Regions from separate parts of the Dromaius novaehollandiae genome. Here region 2 is linked to region 1. A link is a contact called in public Hi-C data. All regions are on one chromosome and are shown on one strand. Each heading gives the region's core, a stretch centred on a gene start, on an enhancer-like site or on the middle of the called end of the contact. The rest is flanking DNA. Distances are from core to core; before and after follow the strand shown.

What was found. A called contact is a pair of places that touch in the nucleus more often than the background predicts.
Region 2: a Hi-C map of ovary shows a contact between it and region 1, with 4 times the contacts expected there. The contact joins two enhancer-like sites. A contact is called at or near these places in 2 of 4 Hi-C or Micro-C datasets (brain and ovary).

The regions. Positions count from the first base shown.
Region 1 is chr13:14,375,863-14,382,488 of bDroNov1.hap1, forward strand. No RefSeq gene overlaps it. Among named protein-coding and RNA genes, the nearest start is that of GPI, 35 kb to the left of the region's middle. Within about 2 kb of position 4,024, at least 2 of the 2 cell types and tissues checked have open chromatin away from gene starts, as enhancers often do.
Region 2 is chr13:14,519,861-14,526,139 of bDroNov1.hap1, forward strand. No RefSeq gene overlaps it. Among named protein-coding and RNA genes, the nearest start is that of WTIP, 5.5 kb to the left of the region's middle. Within about 2 kb of position 3,286, at least 1 of the 2 cell types and tissues checked has open chromatin away from gene starts, as enhancers often do.

The DNA of each region.
Region 1 (6,626 bases), core at 2,774-5,273:
AACCAGTACAATGAAATTGATATATCCCCTTTAGTTTGGATGCAGTTTTAGTGGTAGAGACCTGTTAATTGGGTAGAGTTTGTTTCCCTATGAGATTAGAGGTGACACCACTAGCTGGAAGAGGCACTCTGTCCTGTGGCTACTGGCCTCCTTGTGATCTTTAGCGTGTAGGTTGTTGTGGATGCATAGGGATCTCTGGTATACTGGCCTCTGTATATCAAAAGTAAGGTGCTTTACAAAATACTCTCTAATAGGAAATCACCCTTGTGTGTGATGTAGCTAGAAGCTAATTTGAGTGCTCATTCCTTAGGGGCAGCCATGGGGAAATATGCTAAATTTTTTACTATATAATGGGAGATTTTATAGTTGCACAGAGCTTGATTTTCCATGTGTCTTCACAGGTGAGACAAATGCCTGAGACGTCTGTGTGACTTTGTCTCCTTTAGCAAGAAGCCTGAAAACATCATTTCAGGCAAAGGTGAAAGCTGGGCCCAGACTAACAACACTTATTTTGCTCCACAAACAAAAGGGCTAATAGCGTTAGCTTTCTGTTCTACACAGGTACATACACAGTTCCTCCTTCTGCACTGAGGGTTTCTGCTGCCCTAATGCAGCATGGTACTCCAGTGGTTAGATACATTACCAGACATGGTGCAAGTAATAACTGTCTTTTTTATCCAAGCGTGTTAAAAGAAAATAGTAATTTTTGGCATAGAGAGAGCCCTGCTTATTACTACAATACAGGTAATAATCATTGAAATATTTTGAGAAATGTATTTTTATGGTATTTTCTTATTTTTGTCTTGCAGTCATTTGTCTAAAAGAACAATCACTCTACAGAACCAAAAGAAAGTACTCAATAAAATAAAGGTACCTAAACTTAATGAGGGAAAGAAAGACAAGAGGGAAGAGAAGGCTAGTTTGCATTTGGAAAAGTGGAGAAAGTTTGTGAGCCTCAAAGGGATGTTAGCAACAGCACTGAGTTTGACTAATGTGCACAAGTAGGAAAGAGTGTTCCTTTTCACTGCCTGTGCAGTCACTGAACAGAGCTTCTCTCTCGGTGCATGTGGCTGTAAGTCAAAACTTCACATACTGTACCATCATTCCCTGCTTGTATGCATGCCTTATCTAGGGTTCCTGATTAAAGCTGCATGGCAAATTGTCTGAAGGGCTACTATTCTGGAGCCCACTTCATGATACAGTCAGGATACAGTTTCAGGAGGGATGACCCTGGGAGTGCAGTGCTATTAAGCCAACAGCTGAGAATGGCATATGGAAAGAAGATAACCTGATTTGATTTGGAACATACAGTCTCATTTTCCTGTATATGATCACATTCCATGGAGCCTCCTGGGCTGCCAATCTGCTATTTTTCATGCTCAGTGGGCTCCAGTTAAAATGATTTCTAAGTCAGAAATGTGCAGCATTCAGAAGGAAAAAAGACTGAAGGCTCCTCAAATGCTCAGAGTGCTTCTGTGTGGCCATTGTAACAGCATATCTGCTAGAGAGGTCTACTGCTTAGCACTTGTTGACTCATGCTAAAGTTGGCTTCAAATAGGGAATATGCCCTGACATGCCTCTATGACCTTTCAGATTTAGAAATGGCAGATCATTCTTTCTGGTATTGATCTGCCCAGTCAAAGCATTAAACTTGTGCTTAAATTTCAGATGTTTCATGGAGCTGTCCTTTTACAATAAAATACAGTCACGGGAAAAAGGCAAGTGCTGATCTGAGAAATGAGTATTGACTGAGTAGTAGACAAATAGGGAGTGTGAAGATCGCAGTATTGGACAGAAATGTCTAAATCCCGCTTAAGTCATGAGAACACTAATGAGTCCAGCTGGACAGAGGTTCCTGAATCTCAGAAGTGCAGGAAAAAATAGGCTATGCCCAAAATGGGAAACTCTGCTGTTGTAAATTGATTTAGTTAAATTTGTGTAATATATACAAGGCCATAAACCTACAGGCATCGCAGGAGTCTGATAGGACTGGAACGTAACAGAAATTCAAGGTACTCAAAACAGTCAAACAATATGAAAGGAAAAGGAAGGAAAGACAGTCCTTTAATGGACTTTGCAGAATGCAGATTAACCATTCAGGGAGAGGTGCAAAGGGGGGGATGCGAATGTTGACAAAGTGTTATGGTAACAGAAAATTCAGTGAAGAAGCACAGCATTCCCTGAGGAAATCATAAATCAGCTTTAGTCTGCAAGGTATGTTGGTTCCTAAATCAGCAGGAGTACCTAAACAGCTTTGCAGTCTGGTCCCGGATGCTTTACTTTGGACTGTTAGCTTCTCTTTAGGTTTCATGGGCTTTTAAATTTGACAGGGCACTCATTTCCTTTTGAACCAAAGCATGTTAATATTGTCCTTAATGTATTTATAAAACCACGAGTCTTGAAGAATAGCTTGGGGTTTTTTAGAGTTCTGAAATGCGAAGTATTTTAATATGAAGTAGAAAGCATTAAGAGAGGATTGAAAAATGACAGGGAACATCAAGCTGAGACTGAATAATTTTGGAAGGTTTAACTTATCCAAAGCAGCACTTGAAACTGTAGTGCGTGTGTTTTTATGCTTTGCTGGATTTGGGGCTTCAGTGGCAGAGTACTAAAAACAAATAATTATGATACGAGCACAGATACAACAATTTACTAATTAATATATCAACAAAGAGAAATGTTAGAATATTTTATGTGGACGGAGATTAGATGAGAGTGTAAAATGAAAGAGGAGCAGTGTCTGTCCACTAGGTGGTAATGCTGGTTGTTAAATCCCCTTCCACCAGTGTAGGAGCTCCCTTCCTGCTGTCCCAAGCCTTCCTCATTCCATTCTGCTGACGTGAAAAACAAAGTAGTAGTAAATTATGTAAGTCTGGAACACTAATTAACGAGAAACTTTTGATCTGAAAATCTAGGTTTTTGAGGTAAAACAGGACTTAGTAAAGCTTAAGGTCTAACATGTGGTTTGTGACGGTGCCTTAAAGCTTTGTATAGATGTGCTTCATCTGGTGGTACGCATGTCTCTAATGTTTGGTATGTAAGTTTTGGGGTGGCTTCTGGAATTGTTGAGCACTCGCTCTACAATAACCAAGTAAAGCTAAGCACCCAATATCTATAGTTATTTCAAAACATCTTGGTCATTGTAAATGATAAGTTTTACCCCGAATGACATACAAAACCCAAACGAATGACTGGATAATAACATACTGTTATGAGCTTCCGTTTGAAAGTGAATTTGTCACTGAAGGCACTTTGTGAAACAAATCTCAGAGGTGTTTAATATTAACTGAAGTGCAGCAACTTCTGAAGAAGCATTTGTTTAATGGTGTAGCACAGTGTCTAGGACTGAAACAGTGTTAGGCTAGAGATGGAAACTGAGAAGGGATTTTGGGAAGAATGAATGTGATTATTTTAGCTGGAATTTGGGGAAAGTGGTCTAAGAAAAATTCCATTAAATCCTTCCAGACATTAGAAATCACCTACAGTTTTGTATGTTTTCAAGAAGACAGTATTTCCAGAAGCAAAATGTTTCCTAGCATCAAGTTTAAACTTTGGGTTGGGGTAAAACATCACCATTCTGGAATTTTTGTTTTGGCAGACTTTCAAAAAATTCTGAAAAATAGGTTTGGGAATGTCAACCTGAAAAGTAATTCTAATGCTAAAATTGGGTATAAATACTTTAAAATGCAAAAAAAAAAAACCAAAAAAAACCCCTGGGTTTCAACTCACATGTATTAAATTTCACAGTTGTATTCTAGGTCATTGGTCCATCTTTTGCTCAGAAAGCTCAGGATATACTCTATGTTAATATTTCAGCAATTTGATCCTCAGTATCCATTTGAGGTGGACAGAAGATGAGAAAGAAGATACAGAGTATTTTATTTCCAAATGTTAGTAACCATTAGTGGAGTAGCGGGGAGGCAATTTTTTTTTTTTAATATAGGGAGAGCCTGGGATGGGAATGGTAGGCACCAGGCAGCCCTGCTTTGCCAGATGCGCCCTGGTGTTCATTTGAGCTTTGCTGGTGTGCAGCACTGCTGGTGAAGTAAGTGAGCGCAGCCGTGCCCGGATCTGTCTGCAGGTGTCGTGCGCAGCTGCGGGGAGGCTTTGGAGGCAGCGGGGAAGCCGCGCTCCGATAATTCGGACATAAAGCGGCCAAATAGCCTTATTGCGTCATATGAAAATTAAGATTATGAGAAGTGTGTAGAGGCTGAGAGAATTCCAATGAATGAGCAAAATTTCAAGGAATAGGTAGGGTGAGACCCATTTTGTGTACACTTTTCGGGGAACTGGCTTTATTTTATTTTTTTCCTCACAGTTTGAGCTTAGTCTGGAGGCGTGCTGTGTGATTGCTGCTTTCATCATCTTGTCTTTTCTCTCTCTCTCAACCAGGTGTTTGTCTCCCTTCAAGTGTCGATATAGTTCATAGTACAATTACTGAAAACAGCACGGTAATGTCACTGGTATACGTGATGGCTTTCCAGGGACAATAGATATTACTGTTTTAATGTTGTCAGTAGAGATAATTCATATTCTTTGTTTCTAAGAATTTTTATTTCTACATAACCAAACTGTTAAATGTATGCAGTTTCTCTCCTTCACGATTAGATTTCCCATCAAGCTATGCCATGTAATTTAATGTAACTTTACCAAGCCTGTCACTGCAGCAGGAACACCAACATTAACAACATTAAAACTTGGCTTTCATGTTCTTGATCCTGCCATCTCACCCATAAAGATCAGCCTTTGGATTGGTGTGGAGCCCACTGGTTTAAACGCATTTCTCTGTGGGTATAATGGTTTGATTGGGCAAATCAGTAGCACACTTGGGGCTTATACTGGTTAGGGGGATTCTCTTGGAGTAAGAAATTTGTCTGTCAGGATCTGTCTGATCTATATCATACTTTGCCTTGCCCACTAGCCAGCTGACTGCATTTTGACTAAGAGAAATATAGTTCATCTCTCTGTTGGAGATCTGTTTTCTTCTTTTTCAAAAACAAAATGGTCATGAAAAATATATTCACTGTTATATAATTTTTCCTTATCTGTATTTATTTACCTCTGTTTTTAGTTATATTTAATGTAGTTGTCATCTGCTAATTTAAACTGATCTGATACCTTATGCTTGTGTGACTGGAAAAAGAAAAATAATTCTGTAAGCAAATCAGTTACATATTTTGGCATTCTTATACCTTCTCTCCTTCAGAAGTGAAATGAGGCACTTCATCTAATAATTATGGAGACAGATAATCACAAGTTTTATTAAAGTTTTTGAAAATGATTCAGGATTATAGAAAATAAATGATTGTATCTTACTTTTTGACATATTTCTGTATGAAAATTACTGTTTTATGTAAGGGATTGGAAATTTTGATGCAACGGTCTCAATTCTGTGAAGATTTATACAGCTCAGAGAAAACAGGTGATTCCACTTTCTAGGGTAAGTTTGTTGAAACAGTTGAACAGTTTTCTCCAGAAAAAAATTAAATAAACCTCACTATTTTCAAAATGAAAAAATGGGGAAAAAATAGTTGGATATTTTATAGTTAAGTAACACTGGGACTATTCTTACCTATATTTATGCTATATTTATTCTTCCCTATATATATCCGGGACCAGACTTTGGATTTATTATCTGTCGTTTGTATCAAAAAAGACATAGAATAGAAGAATATCCCAAACACAGTGAAAAACGAAGTTATAGTAGAGAGTTCTTGCTCAGTGAGATTAAAAGTACTGGAGTAAATAGTGCATATCCTACAAACAATTAGGACATCTTCATTTTATATTATTGCACTTGGTATTAGCATTAGATTCATTGTGATAGAAAAGACTACCGCAAACCCCTCTGCTCCATTTAAGTCTCAAGTAGGAGATGCAAGGGGAGAACAAGGTTGAGCAGCTCTGAAGCTTGTCTCTGCCCTTTTCAAAAGCCTGCATTCCCTGAGCCATGTTAGCTCTTAGGGAATGCTGTGCGGGCAAGCTGAGGGGACGGGACACTGTCAGTGTCCATAAGATCCCACTGACTTGGTGCTTCACAACCAGTATCCCAGGCTGGCGATGCTCCTACATTGGGAGGAAAGTCATTTTCTGTGGGCTGGTGAGAATGGAGAAATGCAGATTTGGAGAAAGGTTTGCTTTTCAGCAGGAATTTCTTCAACACACCCTTTATTCTGCTTTTCTTACGTTTTGATTCTCACCGATTAGAGAGGCTTTAGTCTGGAGAGGCGCAGGAACTCCAAAACCACGGGAAACTTGTTACCAGGCCTAAGGTTGAGGAAAGAGAGTAATTGCAAAGGACTGTGTTTTAACTAGCAATTGCTTACAAGCTCCACTTCATTTGCTTTGGGGACGAGAAAGAACTTGTTTACAGCCTAGCTAGAGGCTTAACTTTCTCTTCCTTTAGCTAATGGAGAACTCACAAATATGCTCTGTTTAGAGCTTTCTCTTTACTTTGCGTTGAAGGAAAGGAAGCAATTTTGGGAATGTACCGGAGGGTTTTGCATGAAAAAAATCAAACAAGGCAATGCTAGACCAAAGTTCTCCAGCTTCTGCTGGCACACAGATACTTGTGTACCTTTGTCCACACCTATTATTTCAGAGAATCAGCTTTTTGCAGGAATAGG
Region 2 (6,279 bases), core at 2,036-4,535, 140 kb after region 1:
AGGAGCCAGATCGCGAGCGCCTGCTGTTCCTCCGCAGCTGGGGGCTCGGCGCTGCACCGCGGTCCTCCTCCTGCCTTCTGAGGCAGCTCAGCTCTGTACTGCCTCGTGCCGCCAGCAGGTAGCAAGTTTGTACGTTAAGCCTCTTGGTACGTAAGTGGTTAAAGCATCTGTTTTATTTACTATGAACTCATGGAAAAAAAACATACCAGGGACTAAGAGAATCTGGGGAATCTGAAGAAACAGCTCCTTTTAGTAAGCAATTTGCATCAAAAATGATTAAGAATCACTTACTGTTACTGTTGAAAGCTTATGCTCAGTAAGTAAATCCTCAAAGCACGGCGCAGACAAATCCACTGCAGCCCTCGGCTTGTATATTCCAGCACAGTGTTCTTGTCTAAGCCCTACATTGGGGTAATACTACAAACCAGCTCTTCACCAGTAAATCGTACTTCTGTCATACACATAATGAACATAACATTTATCCACGCTGCAGCCACAGATGTAGCCCACGTGGGTAAAATAAATATGTTTGCAGTGGTACGTAACGCACTTAAGCACTGCTGCATTTCTCACAGAGGACCACATGTGCCAGGCCGTGCAAACAGAAAGTTTAGAGTTAAAACTGCTGTTGCTGTTGTAAGTAACCCCATCATTCTCCTTCCTGCTATATATAAGAAAAAAACAAAGTACCAGACAATTACAATTTGACAGCCCCAGCATGTTTTCCCCTCAAGTGTATTTAAAATATATTTGCTTAATTTTAACAACCAGCAGCACAGTGTATGTACTGTAAAAAGACTCAGTCTTACACAAAGAAAACTCCTCTTCAATAGCTGTCATAGAGCTACCTGACAGTATTATAAAAGCTGAAATTCATTTCGTAATTTAGTGTGGTAATCCTTACGTCTGATTTTAAGTTATATCAGTAAATCAGATATTAAGGAAAGCCAGCTGCTTCTGTTAAATAAACTCCTTTGTCTAAGACTTAAAGGGAGCAAAAAAGCCAGGTGGAGTTATTGATCTGTGAATATCAGTTGGTTGGGCCTCACAGTCGGTGGACTCCTATTTCTTCTAATTGCCAGTGCCTTCAAGGAAACTCTGGCCAAGCCAACTTGTAGAGAAAACTGACAGGCTGCCTGGGGATTTTGTCTCCCTGGGCTGCAAATAGTTCGTTAACAACAAAGCAGAGAATCCGTAAATATAAGAATTCACTGGTGCAACTTCGGCCCTGTTGAAGACAATGGCAAAAATCCCACTGACTTCTTGTACTGCATTTTATATCATACCTATCTTACTATCATAATACACAATGGATTTGTCTTATTTCATCAATATAATGACTTGAAAATCATGAAGCTGCTCCACAGATTTGCTTATCAGATTGGATACTACCTGATTTTTTTTTTTTTTTGCAGCTTCCCTCCTTCTCCTCTCCAGCATTGAGAAAACAATTAAATTATACTTTGAAGTCCAGAAGGTGAAGACATTATTATTTAGGGATTTACTGCCCTGGTTTCAATTTTTTTTAATTTGACCAGTTACTTGGTAATGTTTCCTGTAATGATTATTCCTTTTCCTTTGTCTGTTTTGCTTTGAACCAAGAATAAAAAAAAAAAGTCGTGTTGCTTATATCCCATTACTTTGGAATATAAACAAGAGTTCAAGCATCACAAAGACTTCATTGTTTAATTCTGAGGACTTTCACCTTGCCCTAACATATTTAAAAAAATACTAATTCTCAGATATCACAACTTTAGAAAATTGGAATTACTGAATACGTTTTAGGGCACCATCTTCTGGTAGAAAGAACACATTGTATTTGAATGGCTACCTTTGACTGCCGGCCAAAACTATTTAAAATATTTTTGACTAACTGCTCTGAAAGCTTGTAGATCATTTCTCATGCTAAATCTGCAATAAAACACTATTTAACATTTTTTACATTCTTCTTATTCTCTTAATAGTTCATTGCAAATGCAACTATTCAACATGCTGCCTGAATATAACTAGGGACAGACCCTGTAAAATTCCAGTTACAACAGCCACTTTGTAAATACATTATGTTAGAGAGACAACCACACGTCCAAGCTTTTAAGACCAGTACACCATTGTATCTTACTTCTTTTATAGTTTCATCTTCTCCTTCCCTTAGGTATTTCAAATAATACCAGTTCTCAACAAAGCAATCTAGTAGCTCAGATTTAGGAGACTGCATGTAGTCTTAGTCATACTTCCTTGCAATCACAGGACATAATCAGTGTTTATTCAAACACAACCAGTAAACTTAATAGCAGCTACTACATTTGCATAAATGCATACATTTAAGTTAGCCAGATCACTTAACAGTGCACCCACTTAGTACTCTGAAGGTTAAGTAGCTTATTTCAGAGACTTGAAAATATAAAAACAAACCAAGTTTCTCCAGAGCTAAAATTTATCATGACATCATAAAAAGAAGGTCCCAATTACAATACTGTAAAACCTCATCTGGCAAAGGAATCAGATAGCATTAGTGAATTCAATAAAAAACAGAAACACTGCATGAGATTCAGACTCCTATACACATCTCCTCCTGGTCTCTGCTGGTGATTGCTCCCAGACTGACTGCACATGCCTCTTCACGGCACTCAACAAGCACGGCCAGCCTGGAGCACCCCCCTCCTGACCTGGCAATACAACACACTTCAGCTGTCATGAGAGGGATCATTTTAGGAGAAGAAAGGGGACAGCAGTTTGTTGAGAGTACCAATTACTTGTATGTTTCATGGTATTTTCCATATAAGAAATCACATAACATTACAGATAAAACAGTTGTTAACTGAAAATATTAAATGCATTTGTAAGAAATAAGGAGCTGTTCCATGAGCAGTGGAAGCAGCAAAGGCCGCTCTGCTACAGGGCTGTTCTAGACGCTTTGCATCCTGCAGCTCCTCCCCAAATCCCCAGTAACGTTGCAGTCTGGTTGCCCTCTTTGTCCCACGGAGCTCTCCCGTGGCTACGGTCCCCAGGACCTACCAAATCCTCAGCCGCTACATGCAATACCTCCAGGTCCCCCCCACCATATCCCCCTACATCCCTCAGCAGGCTTGTCATCCCTCGCCTGTCTGCAAAGTTCCTCCTCTACAACATCTTTAATTCTCTCCTACATCTATCTTGAGCCTTCCCTTTATAATATCCACAGCTCCTAGCACTTCCCAAGCTTCTCGTTAGGTCTCTTAGCGCCCTCTTTCCCCTGCTTGCTTCTGCTACCTCTAGCGATCATCTGTCAGATGGGCAAAATGCATCAGGCTCCCACGTGGCGCTGTGTACCCGCCGGCAGCAGGTGGGTGAGTGCGGCACAGCTCGGCTGAGTGCTCCCGCGGGTCCCTCTCCCCTCGCTGCACACACTTACTTGTAGAACTGCAGTAGCTTCGAGATCCCGGACAAATGTGTTTAACATTCGCAAGTAGCTTCGAATGCTGTTGAAAAGGACTGGCAGAGCAATTCTATATGTATCTTTTCTTTAGGAAAACCATACTGAAAGTGCTTCACTTTTCTCTCATATGTGAATGAAGTAGTATGCTGACGAGAAAGACAAACATAATGACATGTATATAAACAGCAACATTCTGTTGTTAATGTAAACTGATATCAAGCTATATATAGATTTACACACTTTACCCCATTCTTCCCTTAAAGAAGCATCAAGGCTTCCACGTTATGGCCACGTTATTAAACTGCCTCCTCCTCCCATCCCTTTGTCCGTAGGTGTACGGTCTCTGTAATCATTCTGCTTAGACACTAGCTCAGAAACAGTCTCAGGCAAACAACAAAACAAAGACTTTTGGCTTGTGTCATATTTGTTACATTTCTTTCATCCTCATTTCCACATTCTTGCCAATTCAGGAGTACTTCAGATATTCAAAACCGAAGCCTTTTGTCCTTACAGTTGCAAAGAGAAGAAAGAAAAAATCTCTACCTATACCAGCAGAAAAACAGAATACAGAGAGGACCCGCCCCAAAATTTATTTTCCGTAATTCAGTGTGTGTTCAGTTTTCTAATCCAAATTTACAACTTTGGGGTAGTAGAGATAAGGCTCAAAGCAGACAGTATCAACAGTAAATACGAACTAAACACAGCCTTACTTTACTTTCTGAGATCTAATAAACGGTTAGCAAGAGGTCTTTGTGTAAAGGTCACAACTTGAAATGGCACATCAATCTGCTTGCCAGCTGCTGGAGTCAACAGGCCAGGAAAGCATGCACATCTCTGTGTGGTTCAATGCCGAAATGGTTTCATAAGGCAAAATTAAAATGTCACAAAGAACTACTACAAGCATTACATCAATATCTACAGGTTAGAGTTGCTTTTTAAGAAATAGGCTGGTACAAAGCTGTCGTGTCATGGCCCCAAAAGCTCTTTCTTCTGACTTCAATGGTTATCAACTGCCCCTTGAAGGAGCAAGTCCTGTACTCAGGTGATCCTGTGAATGTTTTGCGAATCAGATAGGTTGTGTTTCTGTGTAAAGTTTATTCTTTCTTACAATAAGATTGTGGGAAAATCCTCACAAATTTCTTCACTGTAAGTCAGGAGAGCTTCAGGAATCTCTAGTTAACTGCTATACAGGTGGTCAATACACTTTTCCATGCCCCAGTGCAGAAAAGGCATATTGAACTAATAGCATACAAAGACAGGTAATGGATACCCACACTCACAACTGCATTTAACTACATTAAAATACTCTACTAATTTTCTAGTCCTTTTAACACATGGCACTCAAGTTCACTACATGAATAGAGATACAAACATTATGAATCATTTTTACAGAGAAGCAGCCAGAAAGGCTTGTCTACATCACAGAATTTGCAGCAGCACAAACAAACAACTAGAGAAAACTGTGTGACAGAAAAGCCACTTTGTATCACTGCAAATAACGATTCATAGATCGATTTAATGACCCTGGCTCAAAAATCATTAGTGGAGACAGAGCCTACATCAGGACTGCCCAGCTAAGGCACTGAGGAGAATTTCTACTCCATTTTAATGCTTAAATCTCATGTCTTCCAACAGTATTTCCTTCTATGTTAAGTTACTGCTATTGGGGCAATAACACAAATGTTGAAAAGCAGGTTGCTGGGTTTTTTTTAACTACTTGAAAGCTTAGTAAGTGCTTCAATTTATAATCTGCTCTCAAGGTCAAGAGAAAGTGTCTACACTAATACAATGTTGGTGACTAGTAGCCAATTAAGGATACTGATACTTCCATCAGTTTTGAAAAGCAATTTTTCATTTAGCAGAGGCAGTTTGCGTTTTACTCGTTCATTCAGTATTACCGAACTTAGTAAGAACCTAATGAAATAGCAGAGCCGCCTGTCATATGTTCTACAGAAACAGTCTGTTTAAAGAAAATTATTAAAAACTATCCCACTTTAAAATATTTTACAGGAAGGATCTTGGAACACTTATAGCAATCTAAATATTTCATACCCAAACCAGAGCAGCACAATTACATCTCCTAAATACATCAACATGTATTTGCTTATGTTATTAAATTCTAGGCTACCTTTCATGCTGCAAACAAGAAGATACATAGTTTAAATTCTGTGCTTCTTGAAAATCTTATCTAACCAGTGTCCTGCAGTGGCCCCTCACATCTGAGCTGGAATGCTTGGTTAATGCCAAACATTTTTGCAATCTGGCTTTTTGACAGAGTCAAGACAGTTGTCTACCACCCTGACAGACTATTACCTACGTCTTATTGAACATTAGCATCCCAGATATTTTGAGAAACTAATCTTACGCTAACACTACACATCAGCTTAAATGCTAGATAACTTAAGTAGAAGGCCGCAAGACTGAATAAAAATCCCCCTTCTTACTCTTCTCTCTTTCCCTGCCAGATGTGCTGGTGCTGCATGTTATTGTAGAAATCTGTTTCAAATCAGCTCATATGCCATTCAACTTCCAAGTCTTGAACTCTCAACATCAGTAAAACTGATATGATAAAGTTACCCAGAATTACAGCTTTTACCATAACTAAACTCCTTTAGTTTTCCCTGTGCAAGCAGGGAAATTTCTCAGGTAGTAAATAAGATAGAAAAAGATATTTTAGACACGTTACACATGCCATGTGCTTAGATAGGATTGTGCTCCTCATTGTGACGTGACAAAGCTCTACCACACAGGTAACAAGCAATTTCACAACTAACTTAAGAAGCCAATAAAGCTTTATTTCTAATAAAGCTTAAAAGAAAATGTCAATTTTAATTTTCCAGATTATGGCAATCTGCACTTCAGTG